Linked DNA regions of Anser cygnoides: all the other regions are linked to region 1. A link is a contact called in public Hi-C data. All regions are on one chromosome and are shown on one strand. The core of a region is the stretch at or near the end of the contact, and the rest is flanking DNA. Distances in the headings are between cores, read along the strand shown.

What was found. A called contact is a pair of places that touch in the nucleus more often than the background predicts.
Region 2: a contact with region 1 is called in a Hi-C map of liver, with 2.7 times the contacts expected there. The contact joins two enhancer-like sites. A contact is called at or near these places in 2 of 7 Hi-C or Micro-C datasets (both in liver).
Region 3: a contact with region 1 is called in a Hi-C map of liver, with 1.6 times the contacts expected there. The contact joins two enhancer-like sites.

The regions. Positions count from the first base shown.
Region 1 is chr4:68,707,697-68,712,155 of Taihu_goose_T2T_genome, forward strand. No RefSeq gene overlaps it. Among named protein-coding and RNA genes, the nearest start is that of PPP1R3B, 15 kb to the right of the region's middle. Within about 2 kb of position 2,400, at least 3 of the 3 cell types and tissues checked have open chromatin away from gene starts, as enhancers often do. A contact at or near this core is called in liver, where this site is marked.
Region 2 is chr4:69,015,759-69,020,217 of Taihu_goose_T2T_genome, forward strand. It overlaps FAM13A (family with sequence similarity 13 member A), which reads right to left. Exons shown (of 21, transcript XM_048052161.2): 3 at 3,538-3,747. Among named protein-coding and RNA genes, the nearest start is that of FAM13A, 7.2 kb to the right of the region's middle. Within about 2 kb of position 1,968, at least 2 of the 3 cell types and tissues checked have open chromatin away from gene starts, as enhancers often do. A contact at or near this core is called in liver, where this site is marked.
Region 3 is chr4:68,978,110-68,982,568 of Taihu_goose_T2T_genome, forward strand. All of the region lies in intron 5 of FAM13A (family with sequence similarity 13 member A), which reads right to left. Among named protein-coding and RNA genes, the nearest start is that of FAM13A, 45 kb to the right of the region's middle. Within about 2 kb of position 2,587, at least 3 of the 3 cell types and tissues checked have open chromatin away from gene starts, as enhancers often do. A contact at or near this core is called in liver, where this site is marked.

The DNA of each region.
Region 1 (4,459 bases), core at 1,150-3,649:
GCCCTCCCAGATCATTGGCCTGTCTCTTCCCATCTCCTTTCGATAAAGGGAGATGTATTTAACTGTGCCCTTGGGTGTCTGCCCTGTGTGGAGCATCTTGTCTCAGCAGTGAGCATTTGGGGTGACATTTGGTGGTCTCACGCCTGAGGCCATCCCTGCTTTCACTCTGATGAGAGGATTTGGTTTGCACGTGCAACTGGGGCTTTTGCAGGTCTCTGCCCACCGGTCTGAGAGGCCTGGTGGACATGGGGAGGGAGTTACTCTGGGAACTGGCCTGGTAGATGGTTCCCATGCAGGCAGTTTGGCTTTCCCAGGGGGCTACCCCATGGGAAGTGAGAGGCTGGCCTCAAGAGCTATTCTCGGGGAGGTTAGTGTCCAGGAGGCACAGCAGGCTCTGTAGGCTGATGTATTTGGTCTTGAAAGCAACCTGACCACTGCTCTCGTTTAACTGTGTCAGGCTTTGCTCTTTAACTGTACTCCCAACACTTCCTCAAGGAGGTGAAACTAGAGCAGCATCTTCCTCCCGTTCCTGGTCATAAAGAAACCTGGGAAGGATTTTTTTGGTAAATACTATGAAATAATTTTATTTCCTAGTAAAACAGCGAAATAAAGAGATCTGCTTTCGTTGCTGTAAACTAGAAGCCAGTTGTGGTTTATAGAAGAGAAAATACTGCTGAGTAGGAACACGCCATTGTCTCTGCATGGTGCTGGCAGGAAAGGGAGACACTCAGACTCCGTGGAGGAATGGTTTGTGCTCAGTATAGTATCACTGGAGGTCAGTGAGGTGATTGATAGCAGATTGGATCCCTCAGAAAGATGACTTGTGGTCTGTATGCCACAGGGTTGTATATAAATATGGGTTGTACAAAGGGGAGTTTTAGACAGCACATCTCAGTGGCAAGTGAAGACCCCATTGTAGCTCAAGCAATAACTTTCCATGATTTGTAGCCTGGCATGAAACAACAACCCCAATTGCCTTGCAAAAAAAACTAGGAAGGTGGCCAGAAAACAAATGAAGGAAAATTCTTGAGGTGCTACAAATAAATGCAGTATATTCTGGGGAAAAAATATCTGCATTGGCAGTCCTGTGGATGGAGGGACTTCCATGGCACTGAGCAGCTGCAGGGGTTGGGCAGGCACATTCCCAGCATAATGTATGTGATCACCAGGGATAGGATTCACATGTCACAGAGGCAAGCACAGCTTGCTGTCTGATGGATTTACAGCCCACTTTGGCTGGACACGGGGCCTCTGTATGCTCCTTTAGCACCCTCAGCGCTGCCACATGAGAGCTGCCAATGGGTTGTTTTGGTTAGCAATGGCCAAGAGAGAGCTAAGGACTATTGTAGACTGTTTCTAGGTATGGCAGCTCAGCTGGGTGAGGATTAAGGGTGATGCCTGCCTATTGTGGTATCCTTCACAGTGGTAGGGATGGGCACAGGACAGAGTGAATGTCATTGGTAAATGGGAGAAGCACTCCTGGGGTGTTTCCCAAGAACATCACAAAGCGCCACGATATTCAGTGTAAAGGTTGAGTAGCTGCAGGTCCACAAGAGTGAGGGTTGCATTTACCTCCCCACTCAGGCACATACCAGAGGCTGGCCTCACCGAGAGGCCCTATGACACGTCCTTGGTGTGGCCTGCAGGTTATGTCTCGCCTGTTATTAATAGCCCCGTCTTGATGTCTCTCCACGATACTCTTGCAAACATTTTTTTTTCCTTCTTCTTTGAGCCAATTATCAGGCAAGAAGCCAGGCCCTTGCGCAGCATAGCTGTCACGTTTCTCACGTCACGGCATGGCTTGCTGCTCAGCCTGCACCGGCAGCAAGAGCATCCAGCTGCCCAGGTACCACTTGGACGTGAGAAATCTCAGGAGAAATTTGGGGCATGGATCAGCCCCTGATAGAAGCGAGGGTGGTGTGATGGGTTCCTCTACCAGCAGTGGGTTTCCAGAGGGAAAGTGAGGCAGCGGACAGGAGGCTGGGAGGGCGATGGGGCCCTTGAAATGTCTTGTCTTTCTCAACCCCACAAACTAGTCTCCATCTTAGTATCCTCTCAACATTCAATTTCTTTTCCAGCATGTGCATTTTCAGTGCCAAACCGTATCAAAAAACAACACAGAAAATGCACACCCTTTCTGCCTCCGTTTCAATTTGTCCCTTTCCAAAAGACAGGGAGCAGTGACCTTCACTCCCTTGTCCATCCTTTCATGGAAGGGTGGTAATCCACGTGTTAAGCGTGTCGATTTGAAAATGTAAATAATGCTCAGGTGGGGGCAGGGGGAAAATTATAGAATCTAGGTCAGACAAAGGCAACTGAACTTGCCCTTGAAAGGAGGTGATTATTTCCAGCCTCCCCGTGATAAGGCGCTGGGTGGAACGCTGTTAATAATTCACAGCGTGGACATTAAATTGTGGGATCAGGTTACATTAGAAAGTCAGGTGCTGCTGGCTTTTTGTTGCTGCGCTAATGGACTTTGACTCCAGCGCAAACTGTGCAGTGTCTTGTCAAATGCCACGGGCCAGAAATGGTTGTGGCTGGTTCTTCTTTCTTCCGAGTGGATTTGCTGAAAACCCATGGTCGTTTTGGGAGAGAGGGACCCTGTCTTTAACCCGTGCTAGTTGGAAATGTTCTTGTCCTACAGCTTAGGTACTTCTGCCGGCATTGCCATGCCTGGTTTATTACAAGCTGCTGTAGACAACATGTAAGACCTACAAGGGAGATGAGGAGTTGGGTACCAAAAGGCAAGTGTGGGTCAAAAATCAACTACATATTGAAAGTCAGCGGGGACACTAGACTCATACTGCCTAGTTTAGAGAAGGTCTTCCTGCTATACATGCAGATGGAGATCTGGATCTCCAATTTTTGTCTGCTAATCAGTGCGAGGTGGGTCAGAACCTGTGCTGGGCTCTGAAGCTCAAGCTTGTAATTTATTTTTCACCTCTTGCTTATATAACCAAACCTCCCAGCTACAGCCAGGCCATGCGCTGCCAATGATACCCTTTTGCTGCATCTTCAGGTACTGTGGTTCGCATGTGCACAACTGATAGGTAATTAGAAAATCACCCAGAATAAAACACTTGCTCCCTCTGCTAGACTGGTTCTTCTCGCGTTCAGAGGAGTAACAACCAGTAAAGCCATATGAGAGCCACAGACCTCCGAAGATCTGGCTTGGATCTTGCACAGGGAACAAATGTCGTGTGTAAGCACACGTAGTTTCACAAAGTCATTTCTCAGCGCAGAGCTTTAAATTTGAACTGCTTTAACTTTCAACCAGCAGAAAAGCAATCTAGGATTAGGGAAGAGGAAGGGAAGCAAAAGGGAGGCTATGGAATGGAAGTAAAATTGCTTCTCAAAATTCACGTTGCTTTGAAGCACAAGCAGCAGGATGATATACGTGTTGACACTGCAGAAAACAGCATGATCAACTTACGTTGTGGGGGTTAGAGTTTGTATCGCTCCCTCAAGTTATCGGAAAGAGGCAGGCACTCAGTAAATCTACTTCAGGTAACACATCAGCGTGAGATCGGTGATTCTGATGAGAATGTAGGAAGTCAAAAAATAGTTCTTCCTCAAAATGTTTTGTCTTGAGTGAGCTTCTGACCTCAAAGAGAGCCCCTCTCAAAAAAATATGCTTTAACTTCAGTCGGTTTGGACTTGTGTTCAAAACCAGGTGGACAAACACACTCCCTCAGATACCCTCCTTCAGCACAGGGGAGGCCAAAAGCAGGGAGGCCCCTGGTTCCACCTTGCCACAAGCAGTGCCGATATGTGAACACCTGGCTTTTGTGCTGCGGCTCTTCCTCTCCTGTTTTCACGGAGATGATGCTGAGTTTGTTTTCCAGCACTGCAAAGGAGGAGTAATAATTTCCATGTAGGCCACCGTGCCAAGAGTATGTGCTTCGAGCTGGCTTTCTGCGCTCAGCTCTTCTGGGATTGCTCCAGGCTGGCTGAGCAGAATATGCTAAGAAAGCGATTCCAAGAAAATCACAGTCATCATCAGAGGAAGATGCCCACAAAACTGCGTCCTGGCATCTTAACTGAAGCAAGGAGGCTTGCGTGGCAGGTTAGCAATGCAGTGCTAAGAAGAGAACTGCAGCCAGGCCAAGTCCACAGCCCAAGGGACCAGGGGCAGTCAAACAATGCAGCTTTTTCTTGCTCCGTGGTGTGGGTCTTGCGGCACCAAGCTGGGGAGAGCTCTGCAAGCCACAATGGAGAAAATAATAGGAACTGCCCCAAGTCTGCTGAATAGGGAAATGCCATCCCAATCATTCAGAAAAGAATTTAAAAAGAAAAAAAAAAGAAAAAAAAATAAAGAATGAGATGAGAAATTGGAAGTGCTTTCAAAGTAGCACAATGCCAAAGAAAGGCAGCCCAGAAAGGTCCCAGAGATCTAATTATAGTCTGCAATCAATGCTGCTCTTATCCGTGCTGCTAATGAACATACATGAGGCAAGCA
Region 2 (4,459 bases), core at 718-3,217, 310 kb after region 1:
CAGTTGATGGCTACCAAGTGTTCCCTAAAATGACTTGCTGATCCAGGAGGGAGCTAGTCCTTCACTTCCACCACCTCCCATCCCTCTCCCTGAAACTTTCAGAGCTGTTCACTAGCACTGCACAAAACCTCGTCAGTTGTAACAGTTTGTGAGGGGAGGGGTGTGAGAGACAGAACTCTCATCTAGCTGCTGCATACTGAAAAATGCAAATTTTTCAGTGATCAAATAGCATTCAACTTCATTAGACTCAGTGCTAAAGGAAGACAGGAGCCTACATTTCACTGTGCCCCTGCTGGAGAAGGAATGCAACAAAGAAGAAAAGGAAAGAAAAAAAAATCACATAATGGAAAAACTTTCTGCATGCTAAAAAGGATAACAGCAATCTGCCTTGCTAAAAGCAAGTGACCTGTGAAAGGGGTAAGAGCTGTGCATACAGAGCTTGTTCTTAGTATGTACAAATGTCTTAAGAGTCAGTGATTGGGTTATAAAAGATAAGAAATGAAAAGCCAGAAGGAATAAACAAGCTCAAACAGATTTCTGTACAGGAGCTACCGATTACTTCCAAATGAGTTTTCTGAAAGAAGTATCTTTCAGTCATCCAGGGCTTTCACTGGTCTGCAAGCACGGCCCATTTTGCTTGGGCAGGCACAGCCCTGTTCTCCAGCAAAACTGCAGCCACAGAACAGATTGCAGTGGACAATTTTGACCCCAGGATCCCCTGCGAAAAGCAACGTTCATATTTGTCAAGCACTCTGAGGAGACCAGTCAACACAAAGATCATTACCAGTGTGTCCCTAGCCTGTACTTGCTACACATCTCCAATCAACACCATTTACAGATGGAGGCCCTTCTCAACTCCCAGTGTCACTGCGCTTCTTCAAGGGTAGAGAGAGGAGGTCAGGACGCAGCAGACTGTCCATAGGATACGCTACGTGATGTTTTCTGGAACTGCATAGTCTTGGAATTACTCTGAATATTTATATAAACAGCATTGCGTCAGGATTTAGGGGCAGCATGCACATTTCACACTGCTGTTGCACAGGCTTCTGGTAGCATGCCAAACCAGCTGTGTGGACTTCCTGAACTACCAACGTATCACATTTCTCTTTTTCAATAAAGGGCAGATCATTTACTCTTTGGTTTGGTAATGTGGACTATACCCTGCTTTAAAAAGGATTACAATCTCAGGTAAGATTTGTAGTTTTCACTCCAGCTATTTTTAACTGGGGGAATCACTCCCTAACATTTTTTATAGGAAGGAAAGTAATTGTGTATTATTCTCAGGCCAAACTTTTAGCTGATTTAAAAGATGCTGATACCAAACCCTGAAAATATTCCAAAGGAATTCTAAAATAATTACAAAGCTTCAACAGGAGGGAATACAGAGGTTGTAACAGAGTTTGTAACTGCCTTCACTGTAGACATAGAGTGAAGTGGCTCCAGATTCAAAGTTATTTTTTAATAACCTGTTGGCTCAGAAACACCTTGACCTACTTTCTTCATAGTTTACAAAAAGAACACTCAGGCATGCTTGCTGTTGGTACCATTTTGCAACAAATACCCTTGCACATACTTTGATAAGTGAATAGATAATTCTGCCAATCCTGCACAGTTGGTTGATCATTTAACTGTAAACACAGTCTCATCTACCACTGAAACTAATCTGAACCCTACGAAAGTAATCAGTGCCTTTCAGAGCAATTTATGATACATTTTCCAGCACATGAAAAAAAACAACTGATTTTTCTTCAAACTTAACCAAAACCTTCCCCTTGCCATAACAGCTAACCCTAATAAAAAATATAATGGAACTAGAACTAGAGATTATTGTACAATACATGCAAACTTAACTGTAAAGGTACATCACAGCTAAACAGACTTTTGGAGAACCAGGTTTGTGATTTACACCAGTAACTTTTTTTTGAAACAACAAAGCTTGGTGGCTAAGTCTGCTAAGTATGGATATGTATCTCATTTCCATAGAAATCACTGGGGGAATTTTCTATTTCCTGTGGGAAGCAAGAATGAATGAGACTTTCCACAAACAGCACAGTTCACAAAGTACATCAATAGTTTCTGGCGCAATACAGTGATATGACCTTTGTGGGACAGGGATGCAGAACAGGGAACGTGCAACTTATACAAAATTTCCACTTAAAGTGATTTAAGTGAAGGAACATAATCAAATGCATCTCATGAGTCAGACATGGTTAAATCTAAGAGATCCAAAAGAAAGCACAGCTATGACCAAAAAAATTTAAAAAAGGGACTTTCTGAAACAACGGCACCTTCCTACCCAGCACTTCCTGAACCCTGTCCTTGGGCCCCAGACAACTTTACTAAATGATATTTTACAGAGAAAGGTATTTTACACAGCCCACATACAACCTGTTTATTACTTTATTGACTGCACTTAGGGAAAGGCAGAGTTCTTCTCCAGCACACCCTTAACAGTCTGTAGAGCCCCAGACAGGAAAGGAAGAGAAAACATGGTTGTGTTCTCCCTGCTCCAGGCAATAACTAAACTTCATCTCCACTGCAGGCCAAAAAAAGTGGGAGGAAAACCTGAGGACAACAGTGTGAAAACTTTGCACTGTCTTCCACTGGGGATCTGTTCAGAGGATGTTCCTCTACATCGTTCCTCCTCTACATGTATCCTATTTGCCTGCTTTACTGTAAAGAGCATATCTCTAGTAACATGTACCCACTCACTTCGCAGCTTCTTAGGAAGACAGCAATAAGAGGCATCAACTGCCTGCAGCAAAAGAACTCCCACTGCCCCAAATGGTCCAGGAACAGGGCCAACCACCGTCTAGTCTGCATAACAATACGGACTAATACGGATGGATTAGATCAACAAATCATTTAGGCAAACAGCTGTGCAAGTTTCAACTTTCTAAAGCTGAAGTGATGTTCTTCCTTACAGATTATCTACTACTTAAAGGTTAAAAAAACATGCTATGATTGGTACATTCTATGCTATGATTGGTAAAGTCTGTTGTTACTTGCAAACTGGCTTGTTTCTAATGGTCAATCACATCCCTCAGTGAGAACTGGAAATTTAGACAATATGTGCTTTGGGGCTCAGTGGATAATAAACGTGATTAGCAGATGACGTTGTTATAATATTTCAGAGTCCATTAGAACGAAATTCCAAGTAATCACCCTAGCAAAACAGAAGCAAACCTGTGTCCTAGAGAGACTGCAGTTATTGTCTACAAGCTTGCTCTAACAAACCAATTGATAATTTCAGTTTATATTTTGCAGATATAACTGGATTGGAAAAGCATAAATAGTCCAGATTTTACCAAATATGCAAGAAACAGTTTTCTCTCTTTTCTAACGCCATTGTGATTTCTGCCAAGACTCAGAGTTGCACATCTGGGAGACGCCTGGGAGCAGATTAAAGCTAAAGTCAAAGGAAATACAGAACAAAGTATGTAAGCTAAGAAACAGAGAGTACTGCTTATGATGTCTGCATAAAATTCTCCCGAAAGAAAGCACACTGAAGGATGGAAATTTTTACCTCTCACTTACCCTGGTAAAGCTGAATGAACTTGGGCTGTAAGGCAGAGCTGATAATCCCATCTGGCAACTCTCTCAAAAATAATTTCAGAAGACTGGCTGCTGAGTACACATCGCCATCTTTAACTAGCTCCACCTCTTCTCCACGCTCGTACTGCAGACGCAACTGTTCCACCATTTTCATGCTGCCGTTTACCCTGAAGAGACCTTCTTGGGTCATACCTATAATTATGTATTACACGTGAGGATGGTCTGAACTAAGACAGTATTGATATGATAAAACAGATATTCTAGTGTGAATAATACACTACCATCAATACAAAGGAGGACAATTAATACTATGCAGTTTAAAAAGATATTATTTTTCCCCTAGAAGCTCCAATGGTCAAGTATTGGGTTATGATAACTTAACAAATACTGCTGACTAGATCTTGAGGCCTGGGATACTCTACAAAAACCCACAACACCCTTTGGCATTGCTGTAACATGCAAATATCTCACACCATGCAGAAATCAATTGAGAGGGCTGCATTTTGCATCAGTATACTTCAACCGAAAAGAATCCAGGTTCTACAAACCTTTCAAAATTGTTTCACCTTTGCAAGTAGTCCATTAGCTTCAATGGGACTCTGCCAAGTACTCACTTATTCACACAAGTGAATATTTCAAGCTTCACTTTTAGGGTAACAGCTTCTTACCTGTGATCACCATGAAGCAAAGACATATGAATACATGCTGATTGCAGCAGTAACTCTATAATAAGCACCACAGCTTCACAATAGCAGAAAATCTCCGAGATCAAATGCATATTTTGGACAGTACGAGGCCCAAAGTGTTTTGCTATGAAAATAAAAATTATCAATCATTTCAGGCCAGACAACCCACACCCAGTGAAGGTTTCCATGGAGGAAGTGAGATGAATCATATTGTATCA
Region 3 (4,459 bases), core at 1,337-3,836, 270 kb after region 1:
ACTTAAGGCATCAACAAACAAGACTGCTGCGGTGCCTGTGCTGTTGTCCACATACCATTACCCAGGCCTCCATCTGCATTCACTGGAAAATCTTTGATCAAATTTAACTTCCTCTCAGATTTGTTTCTCAAATGCTGAGTCAAACCAGCCTACTCAGTGAATCCCCTAATATAGTAAGGCATAGGAAAGGAGGACTCCTACCCATATGTTTACTACGTCTTAACTTCCCAGGATTTCTTCTGGTTACCTGTGATTCCATACTTGCTTATTTAGGCAGTTACTACCCTAGTTTGAAGTGCATATGACTAAGAAGACCATACTTAATGACAAGTGTAAGCCCTCTATAAGAATTCAATACTGAGTCTATTTTTTTCTTGTTAACTGTATTCTCTAAGCCACATCATGTAACTTATCAAATCATTTCACCATCAGTGAAATAGGCCTTTTACTGTAAATACAGTGCTGAATGATATGCAGGAAAAATAAGTGCTACACAAAATACTTTGAAAGCAAAGTGGGCACTTACTAGGAGTTGGGACAATATCCACAATATTGATATTTTTGTCTGTGCAGCTGACAATTCCAAATATCAAAGCTCTTGATCAAAAGCTTGACAATTCCAAATATCAAAGCTTTATCAAAAGTAACTCACACTGTTGCTCAATTAAAGTAAATTAAAGTACAAATCAGACTCATAGGTAAAACATATCTCGCCCGTAGTCAGAGTACTTCTGTACAGCAGTGCAGCTTAGGGCCTCTTGAGAAACATATAAACGAAGCCTCAGTTGCTGCCCTGATGTGGAATCAGAGTATCTCCAAAGACAGCAAGGATGCTATAAGAATTTATCACCAAATCTTAGAGTACAGAGAAAAGGGTCCTCTGGAATTAACTTCTACCTTTCATTCGCTTGGTTTCTTTGGACTGCCCTCACTTGAACAGAGGATGTATCAAGAGTAATAAGCACAAATATGGTCAGGTGATCGCAATCAGAGGAGAGATGTAGGAATGAACTTGGAAGGCTATGATTAATGATTTCTGTTTTCAGTTTCCCACAGGGCAGACTTTCTGCTCATGGCAGTATCCAGCTGCCCATTCAGAACAATAGCAATAAAAATAATGGTAAGTTCCTGTAGTGACAGGGGGCATCGCTTGATATTGCAATATATGCTTAAAATAATTATGCTACCTCCAGTGAAGGAATCTTAAAAAAATCTTCTGCAAATACCAGCTGTGGTGTTAAAGAGCAAATGATAATGAGATCATCAAAAGCCAGGGAACAGAGGTAAGTCAGCACAGCGACCATTACATTCCTCTATCCTTCCTAACTGTTTGAGATGTAAACACGTGTGTGTTTGCCAAAGGATTTCTGCATTAGAAAAGTGTGAAGCTGTGCCAAAATTCAGAGCTCCTCCATTGAAGTCCATGTAAGTAGGTTGGAAAGACTCAAACAAACAGTTGAGAAACCTGTCTTTCTCCATGTATGGTACTCCTCCCGTTCACAGCTTGACAATGAATTACACAGTAATGAAAGAATTTGCTGCCTAAAAGACTGCGTTGGCACTGGCTTGGATTGTACTCTGTCCCATAAAGTGCAGACAGATCCTTCAAGGAAAACAAATTACTTTTACCTCTGTATTTCTCTTACCCCACAATACCATATGGCCAGCTCATTAACAAAAGAACGTAAAAGAAGTGAAATAATAACCACAGAGGTTCATGCCAGCTACCCACCATTGAAGCACTTCTGCTTCTCAGCAATGAAGTATGATGTTTACAAATTCTGCAAAAAGAGCAGGTTCAGGCCTTAGGGATTTTGAAGAGCGGGCAAGCAGCACGTTCAAGCACACCATAAACTGGTACTGCTGGTGCCCGAGCTCAGCTAGCACATTTTTTTATGGCCCTCTGAATCAACACCGGGTAATACAGATAAGCTGAGGCTCCACTAGAAATTCCACTAGAGCACATAACAATCCACCCAAGAAGGGTTACAGAACTTCCTGGTCTTGGAGCATTCACCTCTAAACTAGAAAAAGAATCAGCAAATACATTCCGTACTGTAATAGGATCTTCAAGGTGATCTCATTGGTCTTTTCCATCTCCCATTTTCATGGCATTACATCTTCATTATAAGCATACATTTAATTTTAAGTATGAGTCACTGCAGACAACTGACTCAAAGAAGTGAGTCATAAAGGTGTGTTAGATCAGATTCTTCTGTCACCGTTGCTAGTAAAAGTTAGGAATTAACATTCCTGCAGTCAGTTAGGATCAAGCTTGCCACTGACTGAATGCTATTAAGATGAGCATGCAATAGTCAATGATTGCAGGAATCAGGCAGTACAATAATTGCTTTCATTGTGTTGAATGGAGATGAAAAACGATAACAAGCATGTGTGAGCTAAAAGCAGAAAATCCTTTGATAGCACACTATTAACTGATTCGTCATGGAACAGCACATGTAGACAGATGCGTTTCAGTATTAAAATGCACTTTGTTTACACAAAATAATGCTTCCAAGGGAACAAGAGATATGTATGCTGAGAACACAGCAAGCAGCTCTAGCTAGGAACCCGTTAAACATTAACCTCTACAAGTCTGCTCACTATTGGCAAGAGATCATAGTTTTACTGGGCAGAGTGCACACAAGTATAGTTTAGAAGACCTCTAAAAAAGATAGTATGTATGATTTATTCAAATACTTGCAACCCCTCTGTCCTCTCCTTATTTTCCTCCAATCCATGTTGTTTTTTTTTTACATGGCATTCATTAGCACAGGATTATACAACGGCTCCAACAAACTGGCCACTTCCTCTTATTTTAATTTTGCAGCATATCTTTACATTGAACATGACAATGAGAAGATCTTTCCACCATTAAAATGAAAGATGCAGCAAAAGCTACCAGAAGGTAGCAGACCTAACAGTCACATTCTCAAGCTGCTTAAGTTCTTAGGCTGCTTTGAAAACTTAAAACAAACAAAGCAAAATCAGAGCCTCAAATATGATTTGAGCTGAAAATCTGCTGCTGTCAATACTGGCAGTCTGTTTGATGCTATCCTTCAAAACACAGAAAGTACAAAGAACATGTACTCATTTCTAATATGTCACACTTTGGTAACTAAGTATATTTTGGAATATATTATGCTTTTTAAATATCCTGCAAACATTCAGATCAAAAAATATTAAATCATTTAAAAATATGTAAGATATTTTTGAGTGTAGCTATACTGACTCCCAGCTCTACTAGAAGACGTTAAATAATTGCACATCTTCGGAAATCTGACCCTCACTCTTTCAGAACGCTCTCTGGTGCTGGGATTCAAATAATAAACATAACCCGTGATTTTCAAATGCAAGCGTTTAGACAGGCACCTGCATTCCACATGGAGTAATAAAAACATCAAGTTTTAGTCACATTTCCAGAACTTAACAGCAGAAGCCTGTGTTACTGATGAAACAGATTATGCAATTACACCAGTTTTGTACTTGAATGGGAAATTACTTTTATTATGTATATATGCATTTCTGCTTATCTCTGAATTACTGAAGCTTGAGAATTCTCTGACATTTCTGTTAATTCAGCTTAAGTGTGGCTTGTGAAATTTGTGAAACTATGGGATGAAATCTGTTGTGCTTTAAACCCTGATTTCATTTAAAGCCAACAATACAGCGACTATCGTGTTGGGAGAAATAAACAAGGAACCATAAAATGAGTAACATGCATCCCAAATACAGGCACTACCCGAGCATCACTCTGCTAAACCATTGCAGACCTCCACAGAATGCCATGAGGAGTAAGGTTTACCGGCAAATGCATCCTTTCCATTCTTATATGAAAAAACCTCTGCTACAGCATACTGAATACAAAACAAGTTCAAGCCTCTGTCTGAAATGTAGGAGCTTTGTTTTGCTCAACTGTGTGTGCTCATCAGTCAGTGTAACCTAAATGTTTACATCTGAAAAATTACCCGAGACCAACTCACTGTCAAAAGCTACCAGCAACCACTTCTGCATCCCACTTTAGCCTAAAAAAAATCCCACCTGTGAAAATCATCACCTCCCACGTATCAACTTTAAATGAAGCAAGAGTCTCCAAAACACATTCAAACTAGCGTACCTGCTCATCATGGCATCAAGACACACCATCAATCCCCAGCACTATTACTAAGGAAAAATTTCTACTATTAAGAGTAGAAATTAAATTGTCAATACCCATTCAAGACACTGTCAAAATCCAGGTTTTGGACTAAACTTCTCTTGATGACTTCTACACAAGAACAGAGAAGAACATGGAGAAAGCTAGAGACTATTCACTTAACTTCCTAATTTTGATTGTCAATATTCTCTGCAAACTCTCTCAGGCATACCCAAGACCATCTTTTAGCTTTGGGTTAACATAGCTGTGGATCCCGACCCACAAATCAGATTCTTAGGTAATACTGCTACAAATGCTAATAAT